Linked DNA regions of Mus musculus: region 2 is linked to region 1. A link is a contact called in public HiCAR-type data. All regions are on one chromosome and are shown on one strand. The core of a region is the stretch at or near the end of the contact, and the rest is flanking DNA. Distances in the headings are between cores, read along the strand shown. Region 1 has its middle 17 kb from the start of Lgals9. Region 2 holds the start of Gm30875 (a long non-coding RNA gene).

Evidence for each region. HiCAR-type assays count read pairs that join an accessible place to other places.
Region 2: a contact with region 1 is called in a HiCAR-type map of embryonic stem cells, with 7 times the contacts expected there. The contact joins two enhancer-like sites. A contact is called at or near these places in 2 of 39 promoter capture datasets (the C10 cell line and hippocampal neurons) and 3 of 115 datasets of contacts at active chromatin or transcription factors (embryonic stem cells and large pre-B cells).

The regions. Positions count from the first base shown.
Region 1 is chr11:78,998,379-79,005,795 of GRCm38.p6, reverse strand. No RefSeq gene overlaps it. Among named protein-coding and RNA genes, the nearest start is that of Lgals9, 17 kb to the right of the region's middle. Within about 2 kb of position 3,180, at least 150 of the 459 cell types and tissues checked have an H3K27ac peak or open chromatin away from gene starts, as enhancers often do. A contact at or near this core is called in embryonic stem cells, where this site is marked.
Region 2 is chr11:79,971,532-79,978,948 of GRCm38.p6, reverse strand. Gm30875 (a long non-coding RNA gene) reads right to left here and starts at 5,954. Exons shown (of 2, transcript XR_388888.4): 1 at 5,912-5,954; 2 at 3,771-5,295. Within about 2 kb of position 2,523, at least 7 of the 459 cell types and tissues checked have an H3K27ac peak or open chromatin away from gene starts, as enhancers often do. A contact at or near this core is called in embryonic stem cells, where this site is marked.

The sequences.
Region 1 (7,417 bases), core at 1,931-4,430:
CTACGTGTGATCAAGCGTATCCTGTGCAGTTAAGGCAACCAACCTTGTTCACAGAAGCGAAAATGCTTGCTTGTTATCTTACATGAACAACTCTCAGCAGTCTAGGAAGTTATCTGTCCTTGGGCAAGTAGGCTTGCAGGTTTAACTGTCCTTGGGCAAGTAGAACTTACAGTTTAGAGGGCACTTTTATTTCATAGTTCTCTTAAGCACAGTAATTAAAACTTAAAACACAGTATTAGCCCTCACAGTGTATGTATGTGTGTGTGTATTGTGTGAATGTGTGTATCTGTGTGCATGTATATGTATACAATATATGTGTATTATGTTTGTGCGTATCTGTATGTATGTGTGTATTTGTTTGTATGTATGTATGTGTGTATGTATGTTTGTGCAAGTGTGTATATGCTTGTGTATTGTTTGCATGTATGTGTGTATGAGTATTGTGTGTATATTATATGTGTGCATGTGTGTGTATCTGCATGTTTATAACCTCAGGTACCAGTCCTTGCCTTCTACCTTGTTTGATGCAGGCTTTGTTTGTTTTCTGCTATACACACCAGGACAGCTGGTCTCTGAGCTCCCGAGTTCTCCTGTCTTAACATGGAAGCGCTGAGATTACAGACACTGTGACACAGTTCTAGCTTTTACCTGGGTTCTTGGGATTCAAATGCAGACCCTCATGACCAGGCTGCCTTTTGAGTTATCTCCCCAGCCTGCCATTGTTCCTTAAGAGGTAGGCATAGTAAGTATACATCTAAACTAGGGAATGGAGTTTGGAGGATCATTGGGAATTTGAGGCCAGCCTGAGCTATACTACCTGTTCTGGACTAGTCAGGACTATATAGTGAGAACCTGAATCAAAACAAAACAAATCCACAAAACATGTCTAGTGTGTATTGGTGGCATCTGGATGCTGATCCTCTGTCCTCCAACCTGCATGCCCCTGTGTTTCTATTGGGACCTCAGGGCCACACACACTCATATAGAATTGGCCAGTAAAAATAGAATGTGCTGGTCTGGAGAGATGGCTCAGTGGTTAAGAGCACTGACTGCTCTTCCGAAGGTCCTGAGTTCAAATCCCAGCAACCACATGGTGGCTCACAACCATCTGTGATGAGATCTGATGCCCTCTTCTGAGGTGTATGAAGACAGCTATAGTGTACTTACATATAATAAATAAATAAATCTTTATAGAATTATTTTTAAAAAAAGAATAGAATGTGTTTAGAGACAGGACTTCAGGGTCCTCGTGGCCACAGTGCAGACTGGATATCTGCCAGGATCAGGTTTCATATCACACATGTCGTCTCGGTGCAGTTAATATTGTACCATGACCTTCTCTCCCTGCAGCTGCACTTGCCATGCCTCTCACACCTGTGAACCAGCCTTTCCTCACACAGATACCACCTCTGTGCCGGGCAAGGACTTCCCAGGACACAGCTCCATGGGTGCTCTTCACCTTCCAGCCTCCTCCAGCTAGTCACACCCTCCTCTTTGTCACCCAAGGATCCCTCTAAAATAAGCATACCTCTGTCCTACTTGAGACTCCTTAGCCTGGACCCTGAGTCTGCTGGATGGGCCTGGGTCTTCTCCAGTGTAACTGGCCCTGTACTTTGTTCTCCACCTGTGCTCTGCAGTCCCTGGGAGCTGCCTTGCTACCTGGAGATAGGAGTGTGCACATACATGTCTGTACAGAGCCCATCAGTCACCATCATCTTAGCGAGCTGTCCTGTCCACGCAGGCACTTATCTATGCTTAACCAGACCCACCCTTCTCAGAAGACCACCTTACTACCATAGCCAGGCCAGGAAAAAACAAATGACAGAAAACCCAGCATGCCCACTCCGCCGCCTGAGCGCCTGACAACCAGCTGCTCCTTAACCCCCAGTCCCCTTCGGAAGTAGACCTGCCACCAGTTTTGACTTACAGTGAGAAAACAGAGGTATTGAGACTAGAATGCTTGCCTGGTTTCACCTAACTGCCAAGGCTCCATGCACAGACTCTCCTCAGACCTGGAGCAAACTCACTTCCTTCGCAGCAGGTAGTAATTTCCATCACCATAACGCCCAACCCAAATGATTCTATTTTATTACCCCTTGAAAGGAAAGATCCCCTTAATCCCAGGGTGGGAGAACTGTGCACGGCGCTCCCTCCAGCAGAGACTCTTCATGGGTAGAGTAGACTCCTGGAGGGCTTGTGAGGCTCCGGAGCTGGCCTTCTCCCTGACCTTAACCTTGACCTGGCACCCAGTACCTATGGTCGTCTGTGCTGGATACATGAGTCATTCTTTAAGATGCATTGTTGACCCAATCAGGTGAGCATAAGACCACTGTCACAACATTTGAGCCCAATTTGAAGCAAACTTTATTAAATACTGGCCAGGAGGATGGACACTAGCCAGGTCCATACCCAGGATTCTCAGAGAGTGGCCACAAATGACGTTAGTCGGGTGCTTATAAAGACAAACCCCACAGGACTACATACTTCCTGCCTTTGTCCAACTGGAGGCAAACATACATCCTGATGTGCGTCCCGCCTCAGCAGCTACAGCTTACATCTGATCAAACACATCCTGTGCAGCTGGGCCAACCGACTTGCTTTCAGAAGTAAAGATATATGATATGGCTTCTTATCTTCCAATGAGCCACAGTGTCCAGTATTCTAGGAAGTTATCTGTCTCTGGGCAAGCAGGGCTCATGAGTTAGAGAGGTTTTTGTTTTATAGATCTTTAAGCTTGGTAATTAAGACTTAAAGCAAAACCCTAGCCCTCACAGCATCCTAAATGTGTAGCTTGGAGGGGACAACAGTGAGAAAATGTCAATTTCCAGCCATGTCCTACAACCACACAGCCCGGTTGCAATTGCTGAGGCGGCTGGAGCTACATTGTGCTAACTGTCCCTTCCTAGCTACAGCTGATGTGTTTGCTTAAGGCTTGTTACAGCCTCAAGGTGGGGAGAGTTGACGCAGCTGCTTCATCTGTTCCCTCCCCCACACTCCATTCCCAGAAATCAGCTGATATCCTTAAGAAGTTCTCCATAGCATCCGGTTCTCCCTGTAGACTTGTCCCAGAAGGAGGGAGGATTGGAGAGGGAACCAAAGGGCAGACCCTGATGAGCCTATGTCCTTGTTCTGCCTTGTAAGGGAATCTTAGCTCCCTTCGCCACACCCCTCCAGGTGTCTGCTTCCCACAGGATCAGTTTCAATTTCCCCAGGCAAGAAGCATGACTCAGCAGCTGTTCAGGCAGGAAGGCTGGGCCTACCGAACTTCAGGTTCATGCTGTACTGGACCTGGAGTCTCCTGACCTGCCCAAAATTACTAACATCATTTGTGGCCATTCTCTGGAAATCCTGGGTATGGGCCTAGCTAGTGTCCATCCTCCTGGCTAGTATTTAATAAAGCTTGCTTCAAATTGGGCTCAAACATTGTGACAGTGGTTTGATTTCCCTGTGAACATTCGAATGAAACATTGCCCAGTGAGTACAAGACACAGACGTAAACACCAAAAGAGGCACAGCTGGGAACCTGCGGCAGGAGGATTGCTATGAGTGTGAGGCTATCCAGGGCTTCAGAATGATACACTGTCCCCACAAACCAAAAGCTGGAAGAAGAGCTTCTGGGGGCAGTGAGAAAGAGGACAGCCTGTCCTAGTGACGCAGTGAGCCCCACATGTTACCCCTGACTGTCAGCCTGCAGGCATCTGGCCCCCAGTCCCTCACTAGGTGCTTTCTGGGTTATGGCTAATCCTCTCTGAGATTATGGGATAACAGTAGAGACGATGACAGCTCTAGGTCATTGCTGTCTCTGCTCATATACAGAAAGGCATGAATTTTGGTTTTTGTGGTGATGGAGGGTGGGGCAAGATCTGTGCGTGTATGTGTGTGTATACATACATATACATGTATGTGCAATATATTACACAATTTGTAATACATTGCATACATGTATGTGTATATTAGGGCTGGAGAGATGGCTCAGCAGTTAATAGCTTGCTGCTCTTGCAAAGAGCCTGGATTTGATTCCCAGCATCCACATGGTTGCTCACAAGGGTCCCTAACTCCAGCTCCAGGATATCTCACACCCTCTTCTGATATCCATGGGCGCTGCACAAACAGGCATGCATGCAGATAAAACACTTGTACACATGAGTAAAAATAAATCTTGGGGCTGGAGAGATGGCTCAGTGGTTAAGAGCACTGACTGCTCTTCCGGAGAACCTGAGTTCAATTCCCAGCAACCACATGGTGGCTCGCATCCATCTGTAATGGGATCTGATGCCCAATTCTGCTGTGTCTGAAGAGAGCAATAGTGTACTCATATACATAAAAAAAATAAATAAATCTTTAAAAAAAATTTTTTTTTTTTATAAAAGGTGGTAATGGTCTTGTTCTTGCCTAGTGTGATTAACACCTTTCTCACTGATGGGAGTCCTCCCCTCAGAAGGGTCCCCTGTGCCACTTCCCAGTCAGCTTGCACTCCTCCCAGGTGTAACTAATGCTCAATATTTTTTCACGGCAGGACTCAGAAGAGCCATAGCCTAGAGGCAGCAAAGTGGCTCAGGGGGTAAATGTTGTAGAAAGTATTTAAATCCTGGCTGGCCTAAGGTTTCTACCCCACCTTAGGCCATTTAAATTCCTGGGTGAAAGACAAAGCAAGGCCTAAGACTTATATTGACAATAAGCCTTAAAACAGCACAACACCTGGGCAGCTCTACTCTCCACGCTATCAGAATCTATTTTCCTATTGATGACCCTGAGGGTTACTTATTATGTTTCATCTGGACTGTTCTTAAATCCAATTGAGCGACCCTAAGGGCCACGTTCTCTTGACCCCTAACTCATGGCAGCTTCTCCTGCCTTCTTCCTCTTCCTCCTCATCTCTCCTCCAATCCCAAGCTCTGGAAACCTAAACCCCATCTATGTCTCTCCTGGCATCTTTAGTTACCAATCAGAAATAGCTTAGGGGGCTGGAGAGATGGCTCAGTGGTTAAGAGCACCGACTGCTCTTCCGAAGGTCCTGAGTTCAAATCCCATCAACCACATGGTGGCTCACAACCATCCGGAATGAGATCTGACATCCTCTTCTGGTGCATCTGAAGACAGTTACAGTGTACTTAGATATAATAATAAATAAATCTTAGAAAGAAAGAAAGAAAGAAAGGAAGAAAGAAAGAAAGAAAGAAAGAACTTAGGGTCAGGGTCACTCAGCATCTTACCTGGGGACTCTCTAATCTCTGGGGCAATCTGCCTGGGTGTTTGGGTTTTTTTGTTGTTGTTTAGTTTTGTTTTTGGTTTTTCAAGACAGGGTTTCTTTGTGTAGACCTGGCTGTCCTGGAACTTACTTTGTAGACCAGGCTGGCCTCGAACTCAGAAATCCGCCTGCCTCTGCCTCCCAAGTGCTGGGATTAAAGGCGTGTGCCACCATGCCCGGCTTTTTTTTTTTTTTTAAGATTTATTTATTATTATATGTATGTACACTGTAGCTGTCTTCAGAAACACCAGAAGAAGGCATCAGATCTCATTACAGATGGTTGTGAACCACCATGTGGTTGCTGGGATTTGAACTCAGGACCTTAGGAAGAGTTGAGCCATCTCTTCAGCCCCAAACAGCAGACAAGCCTCTTTCTTTCTGTCTTTCTTTCCTTGGGGAGGTGTGGGGGGGTTCGAGACAAGGTTTCTCTGTATAGCCCTGGCTGTCCTGGAACTCACTCTGTAGACCAGGCTGGCCTTGAACTCAGAAATCCGCCTGCCTCTGCCTACTGAGTGCTGGGATTAAAAGCATGCGCCACCACGCCCGCCCAGCTCTGGCTGGGTGTTTAATGTATTAGCATTTAAACAGGGCAACCTACTACAGGTGAAGATGCTTAGACTGATAACCTGAGACCTGGGATCCTCAAGATGGAAGGAACTGACTCCCAAGGACTGTTCTGTACCTACACATGCATGCTGTGGCTTGCATATCCCCCTCCCCCACCACACACAAAATAAACAAATGTAACAACTTTTTCAAGAATTCAGAAAGAGTCTCTGAATACTTTGCATTGATATAAAAGACATTAGCTGACAAACTCTTAAAGTAAAAATCTTTTTTATTAAATAATAAACCATGTATCTTTCTGGTTTCTCAAGTTGATGCTGAGATAGCTACAATCCAATTGAAGCATAAACAGAGAACAAATTCTATTAGAAAATCTGGTTTGAGAGAAGTTTGACAGAGTAAACATGTACTTTCCTTAAAGATGAAGGCTCTTAAATACTGTATTGAGAAAGTTCAATTTTAGTCCCTTTAGTTGCCAAAAAAAGAAAAAGAAAAATTGGGAGCTGGCAAGCTCAGCATAAAAGTGTTTTCAGTACAAGCTTGACGACCTGACTTCCAACCTGGGAACCTGCAATAGAAGGAAAATACTTACAAAGATCTGGTCAAGCGGAAGGTTTTTATTGTTGGTCTGAAAGACAGAACAGCTGGAGGCATCTGGAGAGTCCAGAGCAGAGAGAGAAAGAAAGAAGTAGTCTGAGCATGGCCAGCAGACTAGACATGGGCAGGGCTGTCTGTGAGAAAGGAGAGAACAGTAGGAGATAGAGATCAGTGAAAAGCCGGAGCACACACGAACGCACATGCACATGGTGGGGGGGCGGGGGGGGGGACAGACACAGAGAAAATAAGGTTTATAAGAATAAGTAGAAACCGGCAGGAGCTTAGGGTAGGGAGGAGGCAGGAAGGGCTAGGATGCCAGCACAGACTTTGAAATGTGTACCAAGTTATATTGAGGGAGCCTAAGGCTAGCCTGGACTTTGACATGCTGAGAGACACCACAGGCATTTTGTTAATGGGGAAGCCATGTGTCCCTTTTGCCAGAATTAGGGGAAATGGCTCCTTTTGGCAAGTGGGAGCCACTTTCATGAGTTTCTGAGGAATGCTGGCTTTTATCAAACCAACAGAATTCCTCATCAACCAGACTGAGCTCATCTCTGGATACTTGTATGGCCTTTTGGAGTTTGGGGAATTGAAGTTTCCTTTTGGACCTGGCAGTACTGACCTCTGACTTTCTCATGCACACTGGAGCACCAGAATACCCCCAATAATGCTAATAACATTTAAATGGGCATATTCAGTGCAATTCATTATGTATAATTAAGATCAAGGTTTCCAAATAACATATCTGTTGTAATATAAACTGGAGAAATGAGAGTATCAACATAATCTTTTGATTACCATGAACTTTTAATTTTATATACATAACTTTTTTACTAGATTTATCTTTTATTGTATGTGTATGGGTGTTTGCCTGAACAAATGTATGTGTGAAAGACTCTGAGAGGAGTCCCTCGCTCGGGCCTCGGGACAATAGCGGACACCAAAGAACTCACGAGAGACCAAGCTTGATGCAAACCACATGAGGCTTTATTCAGGCAAAGCCAG
Region 2 (7,417 bases), core at 1,274-3,773, 970 kb before region 1:
GTATATATTATACTTTATTTACTGGTGCACTTTTAATTTTAGAGAAGATTTCACTGTAGAACAGGAGATATCTCAGCAGATATGAGCACTTGCTGCTAAGCCTGACGACCTGAGTTCAATCCCTGGATCTCACTGCAGGGTATTTGATGACACCATGAACCCCAAGATTGTGTTATTTACTGGAGAAACCTGTTTTTAGTTGTGGTGTGGCTCAGCACACAGCTTTAATCCAAGAGCTTTGTGCTTGAATATTATAAACAGGATTAAATAAAGTCAACCATAGGTCAAGAGGCAGAGCAAACAAGCCGTTGACAAGAAGTGAATATAGGATTATTAAGGAAAGAAAAACAGGGCTGGAGAGATGGCTTAGTGGTTAAGAGCACTGAGCTCAAATCCCCACATGGTGGCTCACAACCATCAGTAATGAGATCTGAGGCCCTCTTCTGGTCTGGTGTGTCTGAAGACAGCTACAGTGTACTTACATATTGTAATAATAAATAAATAAATCGGGGCTGGTGAGATGGCTCAGCGGTTAAGAGCACGACTGCTCTTCCTAAGGTCCTGAGTTCAAATCCTAGCAACGTCATGGTGGCTCACAAACATCCACAACAAAACTCTGATGGATGCCCTCTTCTGGAGTGTCTGAAGACAGCTACAGTGCACACACATATAATAATTAATTAATTTAAAAAAATGTTTTAAAAATTTAAAAAAATAAATCTTTGAAAAGAAAAACAGAAAGAGCCAGGCGTGGTGGTACATGCCTTTAATCCCAGCACTTGGGAGGCAGAGGCAGGTGAATTTCTGAGTTCGAGGCCAGCCTGGTCTACAAAGTGAGTTCCAGGACAGCCAGGGCTACACAGAGAAACCTTGTTTCGAAAAAACCAAAAAAAAAAAAAAAAAAAAAAAAAAAAAGAAAGAAAAAAAAAAAAAGAAAAAAAAGAAAAACAGAGAGAGTAAGAGGAAGTAGCACAGGAAGTAGAATGGAGGGACAATGAATTGGAAGGAGGTTTATTGAGAGGGCATGGTGAGCGGCATTCCTGGTGGGACATCAGTTGACGAGGAAGGTCCACTAGGTGCTTTCTCAGCCTCTCTGAGCTAGCTTCTGAGTCATAAAGTTAAAAATCATCCACATGTTGCACCTTGTGTTATACACACACACATACACACACACACACACACACACACACACACACACAAAACCAGTACACTGTGTAGGGAAGAGGACAAGAGGACAGCTTTGTGTACTGGTTCTCTTCTTCCACCTTTATGTGGTTTCAAGGGATTGAGTGTAAAGCTAAACACTTTTACCAATTCTCCTGAGCATTCTTTTTTTTTTTTTTTTGGTGGTTTTTTTTTTTTTTTTGAGACAGGGTTTCTCTGTGTATCCCAGGCTGTCCTGGAACTCACTCTGTAGTCCAGGCTGGCCTGGAACTCAGAAATCTGCCTGCCTCTGAAAGACCCACAACATGAGGACTCCCCCACGTTCTGACTCAGGAGAGGCGACACCCCAAAATCACCCACAAGAAACGGTCTCGCTGCAAACTGCAAGAGGATTTTTTTATTCAAGAGCGCTCTAGGGCCCATGGTCATACACCACGCAGGGGTAGAGGACCGTGGTGCCCCGAGTAAGGGGGTATTTAAAGGAAGAAACCACAACTCAAGGAGGTGGGAAGGGCGTTGTTGGAAAATACCAAAAATACCAGTTAAGAGTCACAAGGAACCGGGCGTGGTGGCGCATGCCTTTAATCCCAGCACTCGGGAGGCAGAGGCAGGCGGATTTCTGAGTTCGAGGTCAGCCTGGTCAACAAAGTGAGTTCCAGGACAGCTAGGGCTATACAGAGAAACCCTGTCTGGGGGGGGGGGGGGGGGAAAGAGTCACAAGGAAGTGCAAAGTTACAAGAGTCACCACGAGGAATACCTGGTAATTGTGAGGGTTATTTCTCAAAACAGTTTCTAAGAGCCCCTAACAAAAGCACATTTGCATAGCGGGTTCCAGCAATGGTCAGGGTGACTTTCTTTGAATGAACACTCTTTGAACCCAGGAAGCGGGTCGGTAGAGGAATGTCCCTATCTGTTTTATGATTAGCATACCTTTACAAAGGCCACATTCCCAAGCCTGGGCCTAAAGGCCTAGAATTCTGTTTTTACTTTGTTATACTTTCACCTCTGCCTGCCAAGTGCTGGGATTAAAAGCGTGCTCCACCACTGCCCGGTTTAACAAATTTTTAAAAATCTAACAACAAAAAGAGCCAGGTGGTGACTGAGCATTGACTAGCATACATACCATTGTTGAAAATATTAGTATAAAGTACTATATAAATGGTTCGATCTGGAAGAGTAGAAGGATTTAAAAAATAAATGTATCCAGGGGTGTGAGGGGAAAGAAGAAAGGAAGAGAATGATTTGGACATTCCAGGATACCAATACCTGGAATTTAGAAAGAAAGAGCAGAGATGCTGTTGCCAGCCCTGGGGCTGATCATATTTGATGTTAATTCCTGTGAGGGGCTGTGAACAAGGAATGAGTCAGCACTCAGGGGATTTCCTGCAAACCTGCACCCCACCTTAATTTGTAAAATAAAGGAGAGCTGATGATTGGGCAGATAAAAGGGAAGGTGGAGGGGAAGGTTGAGGGGGAGAGAAGATAGAGAAAATGGAGAGGGAGAGGAGGAGGAAGAAGAAAAGTGGAGCAGAAGCACATGGCCTGGAGAAACCACAAGTTCTAAGGGGTCTCATAGAATAGTGTGGCAGTAGATCTGCCCAATCTAGGCTCACAGCATGTATTCAAATAAACTGAGTTGTGTTATCATTGCCAGGGCATAGTTGGGTTGGAGATTTACTGCTGCAAGATGCAGAGGTGAGTGGAGTGTGTGTGTGATGAGATTGTGATGGTTCCTTATTTTTTTTTAAAGATTTATTTATTTATTATATGTAAGTACACTGTAGCTGTCTTCAGACACTCCAGAAGAGGGAGTCAGATCTCGTTATGGATGGTTGTGAGCCACCATGTGGTTGCTGGGATTTGAACTCTGAACCTTCGGAAGAGCAGTCGGGTGCTCTTACCCACTGAGCCATCTCACCAGCCTGTGATAATTACTTTTAATTGTCATTTTGACTCAATATAGAATCACTTGGGAAGAGTCGCAGTGAGGGACTGTCTAGATCAGGTTGGCCTGTGGGAGATTATCTTGATTCTCTGTGAAGATCCAGGCCACTGGGGGTAGTACCATTCCTTAGGCCAGGAGTTTGAGGACCATGTAAGTTTAGAGAGGGTGTTGAATGCAAGTTAGCTTACATACATCTCTCTCTCTCTCTCCCTTTTTCCTGCCCCTCCCCCCCTTGCCTGAGACTAGCTGTTCTCAAGTTCCTGCCACCTTGACTTCCCCACAATAATGGACTGTGCATGCAGCCTGAAATTGCCATCTAAAGCAGATCCCGTCTCCGCTGAGTTGCTTTTGTCTGAGTGTTTTTATCACAACAAGAGAAATGAAGCTGGAACAGAAACAGAATGAACAATGTGAAGGGAAACTAAGCAACACAAAAACATTTCCAGAACTAAACCCAAACCTAGCTAAACTGAGCCGGGCTACCCAGCTCAATGAATGAAAAGACACACATTAAGGCATGTCTTCCTGCCTTTTCAGAATATCAAAAATAGAGAAACCCTGTCTTGAAAAACCAAAACCTAACAAGCAAAAAGAATCATATAATCAGACAAATTACCACATTAATCAAGTGAGGTGATCAACCAAAGAAATTTTGAGACAATTAAGATCTTTAATTTTTTTTTATCATCTTACCCCTTTTCAGAAAGTTACTGGAGAATGTGCCCTACCAAACTAAAGGAAAAATAAATACAGAATCCAGATCACAAGGGACTCACACAAGAGCTGAAATCCCAGGACGACAGTGAAGAGAAACCCTAGAACAACAGTTGTGCAATTGGCTTCCTATTCAACCGTTCCGCAGTCACGATCGTATTAGGAAGACATTGTGAATATTTACAGTTCGGACAGCGCATTAGAGGGGACATTAATGGATCATGAGTACATAGAAAGCTTAATAAACCACATTTCATAATAACTGATCCCGGGAAAAACAAAAGGCTGGTAAAGGAAATACCGCTGCGTTATACTACACAGGGACACCGTGAACAGTAGCTTTGATTCCATAATAATGTAAATTAAAGTTTTATTTAGCCCACAATTGAGTTGCCCTTTGGGGGGAGAATTGAAGAAGATGAATGAAGAGCAGAACTGGCGAGGGACCAGCGACAATACCACACTTAGTGGGAACCAGACTCCGCTCGTCTCTCCGTAAAGACAGAGTTTTCCTGCAGTCTTGAACCCCCTTTCAGATTGATGAAGACTTCATAATCACCTGCTTTGGGGGAAACGGCAGGGAGTGCTCTCCTCAACTCAAGAGCCCCAGGAAAAGCGGCTTCTGGGAAGGCTGAAGCCCGGGCACCGCCCACGGCCTGCTTTCACAAGGAACGTGTGGTGGGCAGAGGCCGGTCCGTCGCTCGCTCGGAGAAGGATCAGGGAGCTGAGGCCAGGCGGGAGGATGGTGACCCGGTCCTGTTGTCGCGAGCGCAGTCGCGGACCCGGGCCGGCGGGAGACTTCCTTAGGGCGGTGCCTGCTCCGTGAGGAAAGCATCGGTTCCATTCCTGCACCCGGAGCTGCGACACCCAGCTAACTAAGACCTGTCCGTTCGCCAGTGCGGACTCCACCAGTCTTAGTGCTCCCGTTCCCACCCCACCTCCGACCTAGATCCCTCTCTCACCCCAGCCTCAATCCCACCCCTCTTCAGACCTGGGTCCCTTTTCCAATTCTAGTCTTAACCAATCCATCACTGAAGACCCACACATCCTCCCAGGACCTCCCCTCAGCCTTTCTAAGACATGAATCCTTCTCATCACTTCAGATCTTGATCTCTGTCTCCCATCTTGATCCTCTCTCCACTCTCACACCAGACCTGGAACCCTCTTCTATACCTAGGACCTATCTCCATCCTCACCTCAGACTTGACCCTTTCTTCCCACCCTGGCGTGGCGGAGATTCTCACCTCCTAACTAGCTAAGCGCTGCCCTCACTGTCTTACCCTAACTCCTCCAGCTTCGCAGCCCTCAAAGGCTCTGCTCAAAGGAAATGTGCAGGCAGGAGGGCAGGTGGCGGCTCGGCAGTGTGTTCCCGACTCCCGCGACTCCCCGGTACCGAGTCTCTCAGCCCTGCCCCGCAAGTCACTACAAGGCGTGTTCGGATCAAAGTGAGCCACAATGGGTTGATTCTATGCCTAAAAGCATAATAAGAGCTGTCAAGCTGTGGAAGGAAGAAGGCTCCTGGTAGAGGTAGAAAAGAACCCGGGGAGCTAATGGGGGGGGGGGGGGGCGGGGCGGTATCTGAATAACACCGAAGTGCTACACGTTGGTTCTAAGGAACATCTAAAAATCTGGTGACAGATCGATAGAAATAGCTAGAGAAGTTTCATATAACGGCACAGTGAAGTTAAACTCAGAGAGGATGTAAGCCGGGAGGGAATGCTATTATTTTTATAACTTCAGAACACTCATTGGCTTTTAAAACGAAAACGAATGTAACCAAAACAAAAACTGCGTAAAAGAACCATGGTTAGTCACCTTTGTTTACTCCATGCGTTAGATTTCCCAGCAAGCTCCCCACTTACTAGCTGTGTGATCTTGCCCAAGTAACTTCATTTAGAGCCTGGTTTGCTTATCTGTTAAATGAGGGTACTAACACACAGCTGCTTAGGAATTAATGACAAGGTAGGCAAAGTCCTTTGTGATGCCTGTGATGGGCACAGACTAGCTGTCCAATGAGCCTTATGAATGAAGTTATTCTAAATGAATAAGGCGGTTTGTAGTCAAAAAGCGGCCTCTTGTCCACAATACCTGTGTGTTGAAGAGCTGGGGTGGAGGCGATCCAATTTGAATGTGGGTTTCTTTTTTTCTTTTTCTTTTTTTTTTCTTTTTTAGCAAACCAAGTTGTAAAAGAGCGACCAATAATTGAGCTGCTTGGGTGAACAATTTGAGGTCTTTTAAAATGTTAATTTGTACCTGGACAGTTCCCAGTGGCGACAAAAAGGCACAGACTCTTCCAGAAGAACAATTCTCCTCATTATGAGAATCTCATTTCATTTACAAAACGTGGTCTGCCTATGAAAAATGAATCTCAAGGTTCCTTACACAGAAACGATTCTGACAATTAAAACTAACAGTGTCAAAAACAAAACAAAACAACAACAACAACAACAACCAAAACTAACAGTGTCTAGAAGGAAAGCCAAGGGTATTTGCTTCGAGTTATCGGTGAGAAATTCAGGTAAAGTATACTTTCCCCTCGCTAAGCCTAAAGGGATGCTGAACATGCCATTTGAACTGCAGCTTAATTCTGAACCTTTTCTTTAAACTATTAAATGTTTTCTTTATTTTTTTAAAGATTTATTTATTTATTTTATGCATGTGAGTACACTGTAGCTGTCTTCAGACACACCAGTAGAGGGCATCGGATCCCATTACAGATGATTGTGAGCCACCATGTGGTTGCTGGGAATTGAACTCAGGACCTCTGGAAGAGCAGTCGGTGCTCTTAACCATTGAGCCATTGTTCCAGCCCCTAAGTGTTTTCTTTAAACAGAAATTACAAAAACCAATGTCTTGTCCAGCATGCCTTTAATTCCAGCACTTGGGAGGCAGAGGCAGGTGGATTTCTGAGTTCTAGGCCAGCCTGGTCTACAGAGTAAGTTCCAGGACACTATACAGTATAGTATAGAAACACTATACTGTCTCAGAAAAAACCAAAACCAAAACCAAAAAACCAAAAAACCAAAACCAATGTCTTCATTATATTACTCATATTGGCAACATGGTTCCCCTGATAACAAATATGAATGGTCTGGGGAACAGTTCTCCAAGATTTACTTATCAATTAAATTTTATTTATTTACTTATTATTGTGTGTGTGTGTGTGTGTGTGTGTGTGTGTGTGTGTAGAGCCCTGCTGTGCTGTGGTGACCAGAGGACAATCTGTGGAGCTGGCTCTTTTCTTCTACTTCTACTTGGGTTCCAGGGATCAGACTCAGATGGGCAGCAGAGCAGCAAGTGTCTTTACCCTCGGAGCCATCTTATCAGCCCTGGTTTATCTTGTTTAAACACCTCCCACACACTCCTAAAGGGGATTATACAATATGTTACTCTTCAATTTGCTCTTTAAATTTTTTTTTCGAGACAGGGTTTCTCTGCATAGCTCTGGCTGTCCTGGAACTCACTCTGTAGACCAGGTTGGCCTCAAACTCAGAAATCCGCCTGCCTCTGCCTCCCAAGTACTGGGATTAAAGGCGTGTGCCACCACAAAATTTGTAATAGAGTGCAATAGTCCTGTTTCCATTTCATCGTGTA